Regions from separate parts of the Sus scrofa genome. Here region 1 is linked to region 2. A link is a contact called in public targeted proximity ligation data. All regions are on one chromosome and are shown on one strand. The core of a region is the stretch at or near the end of the contact, and the rest is flanking DNA. Distances in the headings are between cores, read along the strand shown. Region 1 has its middle 31 kb from the start of VPS54. Region 2 has its middle 56 kb from the start of PELI1.

What was found.
Region 1: a contact with region 2 is called in a targeted proximity ligation map of alveolar macrophages. A contact is called at or near these places in 1 of 47 Hi-C or Micro-C datasets (alveolar macrophages) and 1 of 2 datasets of targeted methods (alveolar macrophages).

The regions. Positions count from the first base shown.
Region 1 is chr3:77,822,943-77,828,125 of Sscrofa11.1, reverse strand. No RefSeq gene overlaps it. Among named protein-coding and RNA genes, the nearest start is that of VPS54, 31 kb to the left of the region's middle.
Region 2 is chr3:77,681,802-77,687,575 of Sscrofa11.1, reverse strand. No RefSeq gene overlaps it. Among named protein-coding and RNA genes, the nearest start is that of PELI1, 56 kb to the left of the region's middle.

The DNA of each region.
Region 1 (5,183 bases), core at 531-3,030, 140 kb before region 2:
CAGCAGAGATTTTATGAAGGTTACCATGAGCTAATTTGAAAAAACAGTGCTGCTGAATGGGGAAGAAGGGATGCTCTTCTATTCAGAGTTAGAATGCTGCCAATTCCGTCTGGGCACTGTTGATATGGATGAGTGTGCTTCTTTGCCCTATGTCAAGGAATTAAGAGGTGTGCCTCTTGGTTTGCCCTCCTGTTTACACTCTTGACATAGTCAGCTGGGGTTGTGCATACATTGTTTTGTATGGAGGAAGTGGCTGTTCAGTGACCTTGGAAAAGCCCAATGCCAATGTATTACAGCAGGTGGCAGCCTTTCCCTGGGAGAGAAGGAAGAGTTACCTAATGCAAACTTGCTTTTGGTTTTCTAGCTTTCCTTTGACGTAAGTGTAAGATGATTTATCTAGGGCTTGAAGTTAAGATTGGCTTTATAACAGAGGAAAGAGGAGCAGGGACATGGGCTCATGAAAAGGGCATGTGGGCTCACTTCTGGGACCCAGCCCCTATTTACTGGCTCTGAGTTACTCAGTGGCTGCCCTCAGGGAGCCTGACAGCTTTGGTCTCAACACCAACAGGTATGGATGAAGGCAGCGACCTGAGGCTCAGAAGGGGCTCCGAGCAAGAGGCACAGGGAGGAAAAGAACCGACCTAAAGACAGAATCAGAACAGATCAAGAAGCAGTCTGCTATATATTGTGAGGAAGAGCATTTGATCACAGAATTGTCCCCTTTTCATTCCAGATTTGTAAAGAAACCTTTTATACTAACCTGCCAAATATCTCTTGAAAAGCTTATTAAGTTGTTCTCATTCAGGTTTGCATGATGCACAATGGAAAGCCACACTTGGCTGAGAAGCTTGACACTATATACACTCAGTTTGTTTCTATTTTCTTAATGGTATGTTTGTATTTTATCATTTATCAAGAAGGAACTATGTCAACTATATTTCAATTAAAAAAAGGTTTTTGTCAAAAGATGTTATTCAAAACAGCGCGAATGAGGAGAAATTTGCTAAAGTTGCTACAGATGGATTTGCCTTGTGCCTAAAGGCAATTACTATGATGAGATGGGAGTAGGAGCAGACAGATATTAAGGCACTAGCTTTGACTAGTTAAATTGACTGAAGTTAAATGAAATTAAAACAAAAAGTTCAATCCTTCAGTTGCACTAAACACATTTCAACAGCACAATAGCTATATTTGGTTAATGGCTACCAGGTTGGACAGCATAGATTATTGACCATTTCTATGATCACAGAAAGTCCTAGTAAACAGCCCTGGACTAGAGAAAAAAATGGGGAGTGCTGCCAAGTGAAAAGGTGGGTGATCAAGAACAAATTCTCCATGCAATACTATATATTGTAACGATAACTCCTAGGCGTGGCAGGAGTTTCAAATAGAATAGTTCACATAATCCTCAAGGCCATCTACGACCATAACAACACTGCTGCTGACATTTGTGGAAACCCTACTGCAGGCCGGGCACTGAGGGCTATGTTGTAATAACTCATTAGTCTTTGCAAGAACCCAGTGAGGTCTGTACTGTTATTGTTCCTGTATTGTTCCCCAGATGAGAAGCCTGTGGCAGAAAGGGGTTTCTAACTTATCTGTGGTTACCTGGTTTGTAAGGAACAGCTGGGATGCAAACCCATGTTCTTCTGGGTTGTAATAATTAGAGAAACGGAGTAAGCCACTTTTACACACCACTTTCCCCTAAGACTGGGCCAGCTCTTGGATCCTCTGTCACATAATTGTCTTTCTGGGAGAAGGCTTTATGCCAATTCTGAGAGAGGAACAATGATGCCCTCCCTGCTTGTCAGGATGTGAGCCACTTCCTTCCCCCCAAAGCAGATAGGCTATCTGCCCAAGGGAAGTTGGTTTCTCAGAAGCGCACCCTTGTAGAAATCAAGTCCATTTGCGTGAAAATTTAGAAGTAAAATATGTTTATATAAGATTGATGTGTATACGAGAAAATGCTGTTTTCTCCAAGTGGTACAATTATGGAAAATATTTTCTTTTTGCTCTTATCTCTGTTTTGTTCAACACATTTGCTTTATTTTGTAACTTTTCTACATGAATGTGTGTAGTAACATTTAAAAAATCAAAACCAGCATTGTAAATCAACTATTCCACAATAATATTTTTAAATTTTTTTAAGAAGACACGAGATTTCCAAAAAACTTACAAGCAAAAAATCCAACACACACATGCACATGCACGCACACACACACACACACACACACATACACACACACAAGCAGAGCCAGATACTACATCATAAAGATTTTTAATTGATTAACAACATTTTAGGTTTTTGATAATATAGGAAATACTTCAATACTAGCCAATCAATTACATTTAATTGTGTGCTAAATATCACTGTAATCAATAGCAGAGGAAGTGTTCAACTTAATTATAAAATTAAAAAGGGAACTAAACATTGCTCAGGTACTCACTGTTTCTCTGCAGATGGGGACTCAGCAGTTTCGTGTCAGTGGCCCTGCAGACGCCTGTTTTATGTCATTCAGTTCAAGGTGAAGCAGCGTCTGGTCCATAAAACAAGAACAGTCTGTGAATCATGCTATTGCTTCTTATCATCAATTAGCACCATATGGTCTTTGAAAAGTAACAAACTTGGTGTAAAGAAAGAGAAAAAGGAACCTTTCAAGTTATGGTATAGATGTGTGTCCTCTTCAGGTCAGACGCGTTATGTAGGAGAGTCATTACTGAGTGTGTTGTTGCACTGGAGATAGAGGGGGAACAAAAGAAGTCAAGAACTGGCCAGTAATTTTAAAGATTTTTTTCTCCTATAAAATCCTAAGACTTTGGTATAGTTTTACTCTAATAGGATGTCTTTACATAGTTTTAAAAAGTTATACTCTTTAGAGTGTGTGTACATTTTAAAGTTAATTTTTTTTAACTAAATTTGGGATGCTGCTAAAGGATCTCTTGATAGAGTCTTAGTTCAACCTGTAGTGAGCCCACCATGGACTGATAGCCAAAGGAAAGGGTAGCCAAAAATGTTTTCAAATATCTAACTGTCCTGAGTGAATACAGATTATAGAATCATTCACTTTCATGGCAAAGTAAAAGAGATTTCTAAGTACAAAATATAATGGACTCAGAGGAACGATCAAGTGATAATGTGGCATCAGTGCATCAAATAATTTACTCCTTGTTCCCTCACTTCCCCACCTCTTAGGCTTCCATTTAAAAGAGTTCCTGCTAACTTGAGAGTGTAATTTAAGCTAGGTGGCAACGGTTTTAAAGCTAAGGAAAAACAAAAGACGTGAATTTCCAGCAATCAATGGTCTAGGCAGGCAGTTGGAGATGCGAAAGAATGAACTGAAAAAGGGCCACCCATTCATTCCACAGGTGGTGTATGCAGCTGCAAGGACTCGGTGAGACAAGCCCTTCTCAGAAACACAGAGAAATATTCAGCCTTGTCTGCTCTCATTCCCTGCAAGAGAGACCTGGCAGCCTTAAAAAGGAAGAGTCCTGGAATCAGACCAGGCTCTTTTGTGTTTCCTATTTGATTGAAGGCATTCTGAAACAAACAGAATCCTGAGATTAATTAACTTTAAAAAATGAAGTATACACACATGTTTCCTATACATTTCATATTTCCTGATGATGCCACATAATCCACCTCTGCCAACTAAATTGTCTCTGCTGATGTCTTGGAGTTATCTGTCTTCTCTATTCTGAGTTTCAGTTAGATATTTCAAAACATTTTTCTTTCTGCTCATGGTAAGAACCAGGAGGTCACTAATCTGATACCACACACATGCACTTTTCTGGTTTTGTAAATAAGGCTGCATTTAGGCTTTGGTTTATAGAGTTCAGTTTACAGGGGTGGCCTTCACTCTTTTATTCCATGGCTGTGTGCTTGGAATGAAAGACCACACGGGAGTGTGGTCAGATGGATGAACTACTCATGCTGTACTTCGCACAGATTATCTCAGAGAGCAGCCATCACATCTCATTTATGGAATGAAAAAACTTCAAGAAAGACAGCCTTTAGATCTTTCCTTTTTTAATTCTTTGGACTTTAAGCGCAAAGACTTGAGTTAATCACCTTCTTCAGTTCATAATAGTACATGATCACCCATGCCAGGTCTTTTCTTGTTTCATTTTACTTTATGATTTTCTTGTTTTATTTTATTATTTTGCTCCTTCGTCTCCAGCATCAGCAGTCACTCTGATATATTTAATGTGTGTTTGGATATGCATGAACCCCCAAGTTTTCTATGTAATATTGTTTCATAAATGTATGTGTTTTAATTCTGTACTGTTCAACGGATCCTATTCTGTTTATTGCTTTTTCACTTTTAAAATTTTAATTTTATTACTATTTTTAGCTTTTTAGGGCCACACCCACGGCATATGGAGTTTCCCAGGCTAGGGGTCGAATTGGAGCTGTAGTCACTGGCCCACACCACAGCCACAGCAACGCCAGATCCAAGCCACATCTGCAACCTACACCACAGCTCATGGCAACACTGGATCCTTAACCCACTGAGTGAGGCCAGGGATCGAACCTGCATCCTCACGGATGCTAGTCAGATTCACTTTCACTGAGCCATGATGGGAACTCCTGTTGATTTTTTTATACAGTGCTGTTCTTAAGTTCTTTCTGTGTTCCTTTATGCACATCTAGCTAATTTCTTTGAACTGCTGCGTAAGGTTCTATATCATGTGTCAGAATTTTTAACAATGCCATTCTCCTAGTGATGGGACACCTGGACTGCCTCTAACTCTCTTGTACCCCAAACAAGTCTGTGATAAACATCCTTACATGTCTCCTTATGAACTTATGTAGAGAGGGATTCCTGAGTCATAAGTTGCATTGTGCATGTGAATGCGTGCAAATGCATTCGTGCATGTGCAAGCATGTGCGCCCCCCCACGTGTGTGCATGCACACACACAAACTCACACACACACGCAAATAAAAGTGCTCTCTAGAAAACCTGCATCTTTCTACAGTCTCACCGGCAGCACACAAAGAGTCCTTGTTTTCTCACATCTTTGCCAAGACTGCCAAATCATTGTCCAACTTTCTAATTTTTACAAATCTGTGTGTAGGGTGGTATCTCAAAAAGTCTTGATATTTGTATCTCCATTTACTGGGGCATGGAATTTCAGCCCTTCTTAGCCATTTAGGTTTCTATTCGTGAGAACTGGCAACACT
Region 2 (5,774 bases), core at 901-3,400:
AAGTAAGTTCACTGGGAAAAGTGTGGCATTTGGTTTTACATTATTTTTAAACATGCAACTACTGCTCAATCTCTATTGAGAGAATAAAATATAGTGGCTAGAAAAGTTAAGAAGTTGAGAGAAAACGGTCACAGATAGACCCAACGGTATGTATCATACACTCAACTCCAGTTTTGTAGGAGCCAAAGGCGCTTGTGGGGGCAGGGAAGTGTCAGGTGAAGCAGACAAAGCAGTGGTTGGAGGCATTTGGGGTCACAAGCCTCTGATCTTAGAATTCAAGGTGGCGTCTGCCTTTCCCTCTCTTGGACTCTTTTGTTCTCTATCCCATTTCTATAGGTACTGAACTCACTGGTTTTTAAAGCTACCTGCAATGTGTTTTATGGAAGGTTGGTGTCTGCAGAACTTCTAAATACACATCATTTTGTGTACTGTTGTCTGAATATGTATACGTACGTATTTTGATATTGAAGACAAGCTATTTTTAGTTTCCTTTTGGGTATGTTTGGAGAAACTCTTAACTGTTGCTATGCTGCTATGGAAACGGTATCCACGTATACTGACATGTTTACAATTGTTTAAAACACTATAAACTTTCCAGGGCAAAGGCAAACAGCTCACTTCCATCAAAGTTGTTCCCTGGTTTCCTTTTTTATTAGTTTATTTATTACTCTCGGATCCATGTTGGAATCTGTTTCATCTGTGCTTCTATTAAAGTGCTGTTTTTTTCTCATGTGCATCATCGTTTAATTGATTTCACATTCGTAACTACAGTGGCACTGAAGGCAGATGAAAAGTTTACCCTGAAATCAGAAATATTCCTTGGTCTTGCTAGGAACTGAGAATTAAATGCCCCCTAAGGTCGCAAACGAAAAAATGGAATAATGCCTCTTGAAGGTATATTGACCAACTATCTAGAATTATTTGCAAGTGTAGGGGAGTCATTTAAATGTGACTACTGTAATTATTGTGTACACAGAATAAATTTAAAGACTAGTCTAATTGCTTGGAAACAAGCAAACCCAAAAAGGAGTTTTCTGCCTTACTCCAAGCATGACGAAAGGTAGGTGGGTAAGAATCTTTACAATTTTTGGAAAAAGAATCTTAACAAAGCTACATGAATTGAAGCAAATAAGAACCATGTTTGTTTGGAAGTACTAGGAAAGTGATTTTTAGCAGGGCAGTTTTCTAGGAGTCAAAAAGTATTTTAAGGTGGAATCTGTAATTGTTAACCATATGATGGTGGGTTCTGACTATGGGAAAGGACACACACTCTATCAGAGCATAATATTTTATGGGATTTTAAACCCAGAGTACCTACTCCTTTAAAAACTTCTCTTTTTCAAAATTCATTATCTATTTTGGGTAAGTACACAGTAAAAAAAAGTTTTTGCTGTCATGGAGTCAACTTTCCTCTCTTTTCTACTAAAATCTCATTTTTGTCATCTTCCTGAAATGGTCATTTTAAATCACAGATTTAAAAAAAAAAAAAAAAAAAGTGGGACTGGGAATGATTCGCAAAGACCTGGTTGACTGGGGCCTCAACTGCAAGTAGAGATAAGGGAGGCATAAGCCAAGAGTTCCCACTCCCACCCCCACCCCAGGCCCCTTTCCCACAATGTTTATACACTTTCTCTGCTACCACTCATCAGCGGATATTCCATTCTAAGCCCTTCAAAGGACAAGGTTTCTGTGATTCTTTTTTCTTGTGGGAAGGATTCCTCCCCGCCTCTTGGAGCTTAGCAGCAGCTAAGAAATGTGACCCCAAGGTCACATTCAGATTAGAACTCAGTAAAACCCGATGGGTTTGTTATTGCATGGCTCTAAAGGAAACACAGAATGACAAGGGTAGCTAGCTAGTCCACCATGGGCATGGAGAGTGTTTACAGGAGGGCCCGATGGGAGGTGAATCTGGCTTAGCAGCCGTTCACGTCAAGGGGGAGGGCGCTGCATTCATTCTTCCGGGTTGGAAGCCTGGGAAGAGTGGGTGTCAAGTGGCTCTGGCAGCTGGGTCCCTTCAGGGTTGCCCTCAGGATGAGGATGAAAAGGGGACAGCAGGGTAGGAGCAGCAGTTGGCTTAAGATAGAGCCCTCCCCAGGCAGCCGCTAATTGGCTTAGTCCTTTCAGTTTTCTCTTAAGAAGCAGATTTCCGGTTCTGTTCTGTTGCCTCTGAGGGGATTTCCCATATTAACCTTCTCTAAGCTTTCTTGAGGGACTGTTTTTGAGGGCTGGTGGGGAATTTCCCCCTTCTGACCAAACTGTTGCTGGGAGAGATTTATTGCTGATCTTCATCTGGGGATTTTCTCACAGAGCTTTGCTACTTCCTGTTTCCCAGGAGTCTCTGCTCTCTGGGAACTGAAGAGCTATCCGGAGAAGGGGACAAACAGGCGTTAGGAAAAAGAGAAGGAGGGTGTATTTGATACAGTGGTTCTTGTCTCCCCCCTTCTAGTTCTTTGCTAGAGTGATGCTGGACTTGAAGATCAGGCCCAGGGACCTTGCTGAGGGCTTCAGCTTGATTGCACTAAACATTCCACAGGAACTTGGGTTGGAGAGCAAAATCGCAAATCACATAAATGGTTGGTTAAATAGAATGGCTCTCCTGGAATTTCCGTTGTGGCGCAGTGGAAATGAATCCTGACTAGGAACCATGAGGTTACAGGTTTGATCCCTGGTCTCGCTCAGTGAGTTAAGGATCTGGCGTTGCCCTGAGCTGTGGTGTAGGTTGCAGACATGGCTCAGACCCTGCGTTGCTGTGGCTTTGGTGTAGGCTCTGATTCAACCCCTAGCCTGGGAATCTCCATATGCTGCAGGTGCGGCCCTAAAAAGAAAAAAAAAAAAAAAAAAGTATGGCTCTCCTGTATTGGGAATGGATAGAAACTCCGATGTTAAAAGAGACTATTAAAAGAATCATTACCCCTTTTACTTAGTGATAATGCTCTACCACTTCTTGAGTGCTTTCTGTGTGGCATGCATGGTGCTGGGGGCTTGGCATACTTTTCTCATTTGATCCTGACAACCTCATAGAGAAGTAGGCCTTGCCAAGACGCATTTAACAGATGATCAAATCAAGGCTCTGAGAGGTTAGGCAATTTAGCCACATTTTCCTGGCTGGTATTAGGAGAGCTCTAATTTTACAGAATACCAAGGTCTATGGTCTATTTATTCAGCTATAAATTTGTTCCAAACTTGATATTTGTTTCATAGGGTCTTCTTTAGGTGCACAGCACAGCAGTGAGGAGGACCGCGGGTAGAAGCAGCCCCCCTCACCAAACCAGGATTGACAAATATTTTAGGGACAGTACTGACAGTCATTAGCTTAGCTCTGTACACCTGCCAGGCCCTTTTGCTGTACGTCCACTATCTTTACATCACCTGGAAAGGGATGCTGCTGACCTGGGAGTAGGAATCAAAATATAAAAGAAACTCTAATCAAATCAATTAATTAGCTCTTTCTCTCAGAAAACCTTCTATCCAACCACTGCTTTTTACTTTGCTATTTTCTACCCTAGCTTTGTACATTTTATCAAGGTTCTTAGAATTCTCCTAAGGATGGGTCCCAGAAGATCTCTGGCCCTACTCTAGCCCTGGGAAAACATCATTCTTGATTGCTCAGAAGCTAGATCAGTGTCTGTGTGGGCATACTTGTGTGTGCATTTTCTGGTGGGTATGGGCTTCTCATGGGCTATATTAGCTGCAGTTGACATTTGCAAAGTTCTCCACATATTTTCAGTTCCACATGGAAGTTATGAGCAAAGGTGAGGGTGTTGGTGGCAGCCCCAGGTCGGATACGACAGTTCCTGGGAATTCCCAAGGAACGGAATGCACCTGCTGCATTGCCGCCCCTTTCCCACTGCACACTTCCCTGTCACTCCTCCTCTCCGGGGTCTGTAGAGGAGGGCTCCAGACCTTACCTTCTTCATCTAAATAGGACTCTTATAGCCACCAACTGTTGAGCGCTTACTAGCTACTGATTTATTTACCTGCATTAACTGCCTTGATCCTCACCTATAAAGGTAGACAAAATGATTCCCACTTACTTTTCCAGTGAGGAAACCAAGGCCCTGGCAGGCTAATAACTGGCCCAAAGCCTCCTAGCTAGTTATCTGAGGGACTGGAACTCAAATACTGGTCTGATTCCTGGACTTGGCTTTGTTGGGGGAGGAGGGACTAAACTTTATTTATTTATATTGATACAATATTAGTTTCAGGTGTACAAGATAGTGATTTAATATTTTTATACGTTATGAAATGACCACCAAAATAAGTCGTTACCATTTGTCACAATATAAAATTGTTACATTGATCACATGCCTTATGGGTACATTATAACCTTGTGACTTATTTATTATACAACTGGGAGTTTGTACTTCTTAATCCCCCTTCACCTATTTTGTTTGTTTCCTCACCCTCCTCCCCTCCGGCAACCACCAGTTTGTTTTCTGTATCTGAGTATACTTCTGCTTTGTTTCATTTGCTTGTGTGTATTTTTTTTTTTTTTTAGACTTCACATAAAAGTGAAATCATATATTTGTTTTTCTCTGTCTGACTTATTTCACTTAGTCTAATACCCTTCAGGTCCATCCATGTTGTCATAATAGCCATTCTTTTTTACGGTTGAGTAGTGTCCCATTGTATATATGTACCACATCATTTTTATCCATCCATTGATGGGCACTTATGTTGGCTATTGTAAATCCATATCTTGGCTATTGTAGATAGTACTTCAGTGAACATAAGGACATATATATATTTTTGAATTCATTTTCTTCAGATAAATACCCAGAAGTGAAATTGCTGGAGGGTATGTAGTTCTACTTTTAGTTTTATAAGGACCCTCCATATTGTTTTCCCTAGTGGCTAAACTGGTTTACACTCCCACCAGCAATGCATGAGGGTTCCAGTTTTACCACGTCCATCAGCATCAATACTTATTGTTTCTTGGTTTTTTTTTTGTCTTTTTGATAACAGCCATTCTGACAGGTGTCAGGTCGAACCTCATTGAGGCTTTGATTTGCATTTCCCCAATGATTTCTGATGTTAGGCACTGTTTTATGTTCTTGTTGGCCACCTATGTGTCTTAGGAAAAGTGTCTATTCAGATCCTTTGCTTATTTTTCAATCATGTTGTTTGTTTTTTTGATATTGATTTCTCCCCTTATGGTTTGATGGATTCCTTTACTATCATGTTTGGATTCCCTTCTTTGTGTGTGTGTATCCATTGTAGGGTTTTTGTTTGTAGTCACCATGAAGTTCATACATATCAACCTATATCTATAGCTATTTTAAGCTGATAGTCACTCAAATTTGAAGGCATTCTAAAAGCACTACGTTTTTACTCCCCCATTTCCACGTTTTTCGTTTTGACATTGCATTTTACATCTTGGTATTTTGTGAATCCCTTAACTATTTATTGTAGTTTACAGTTGATTGTACTACTTTTTAAAATTATTATACTAGCTTAAATGGCTGATCCACTGCCTTTACTATATATTTGCCTTTATCAGCCAGATTTGCTTTCATATATTTTCTTATTTCTGGTTGTTGTCTTTTCTTTTCCGCTTAAAGAAGACCCTTTAACCTTTCTTGTAAGGCTGGTCTAGGTGTGATGAACTCCTTTTGTTTTTACTTATCTGGGAAACTCTTTATCTCTCCTTCAATTCTGAATCATGACCTTGCCAGATAAAGTATTATAGGTCTTAAGTTTTTTCCTTTTAGCATTTGAATATATCCTGCCTCTACCTTCTGGCCTGTGAAGTTTCTGCTAAAAAATCAGCTGAC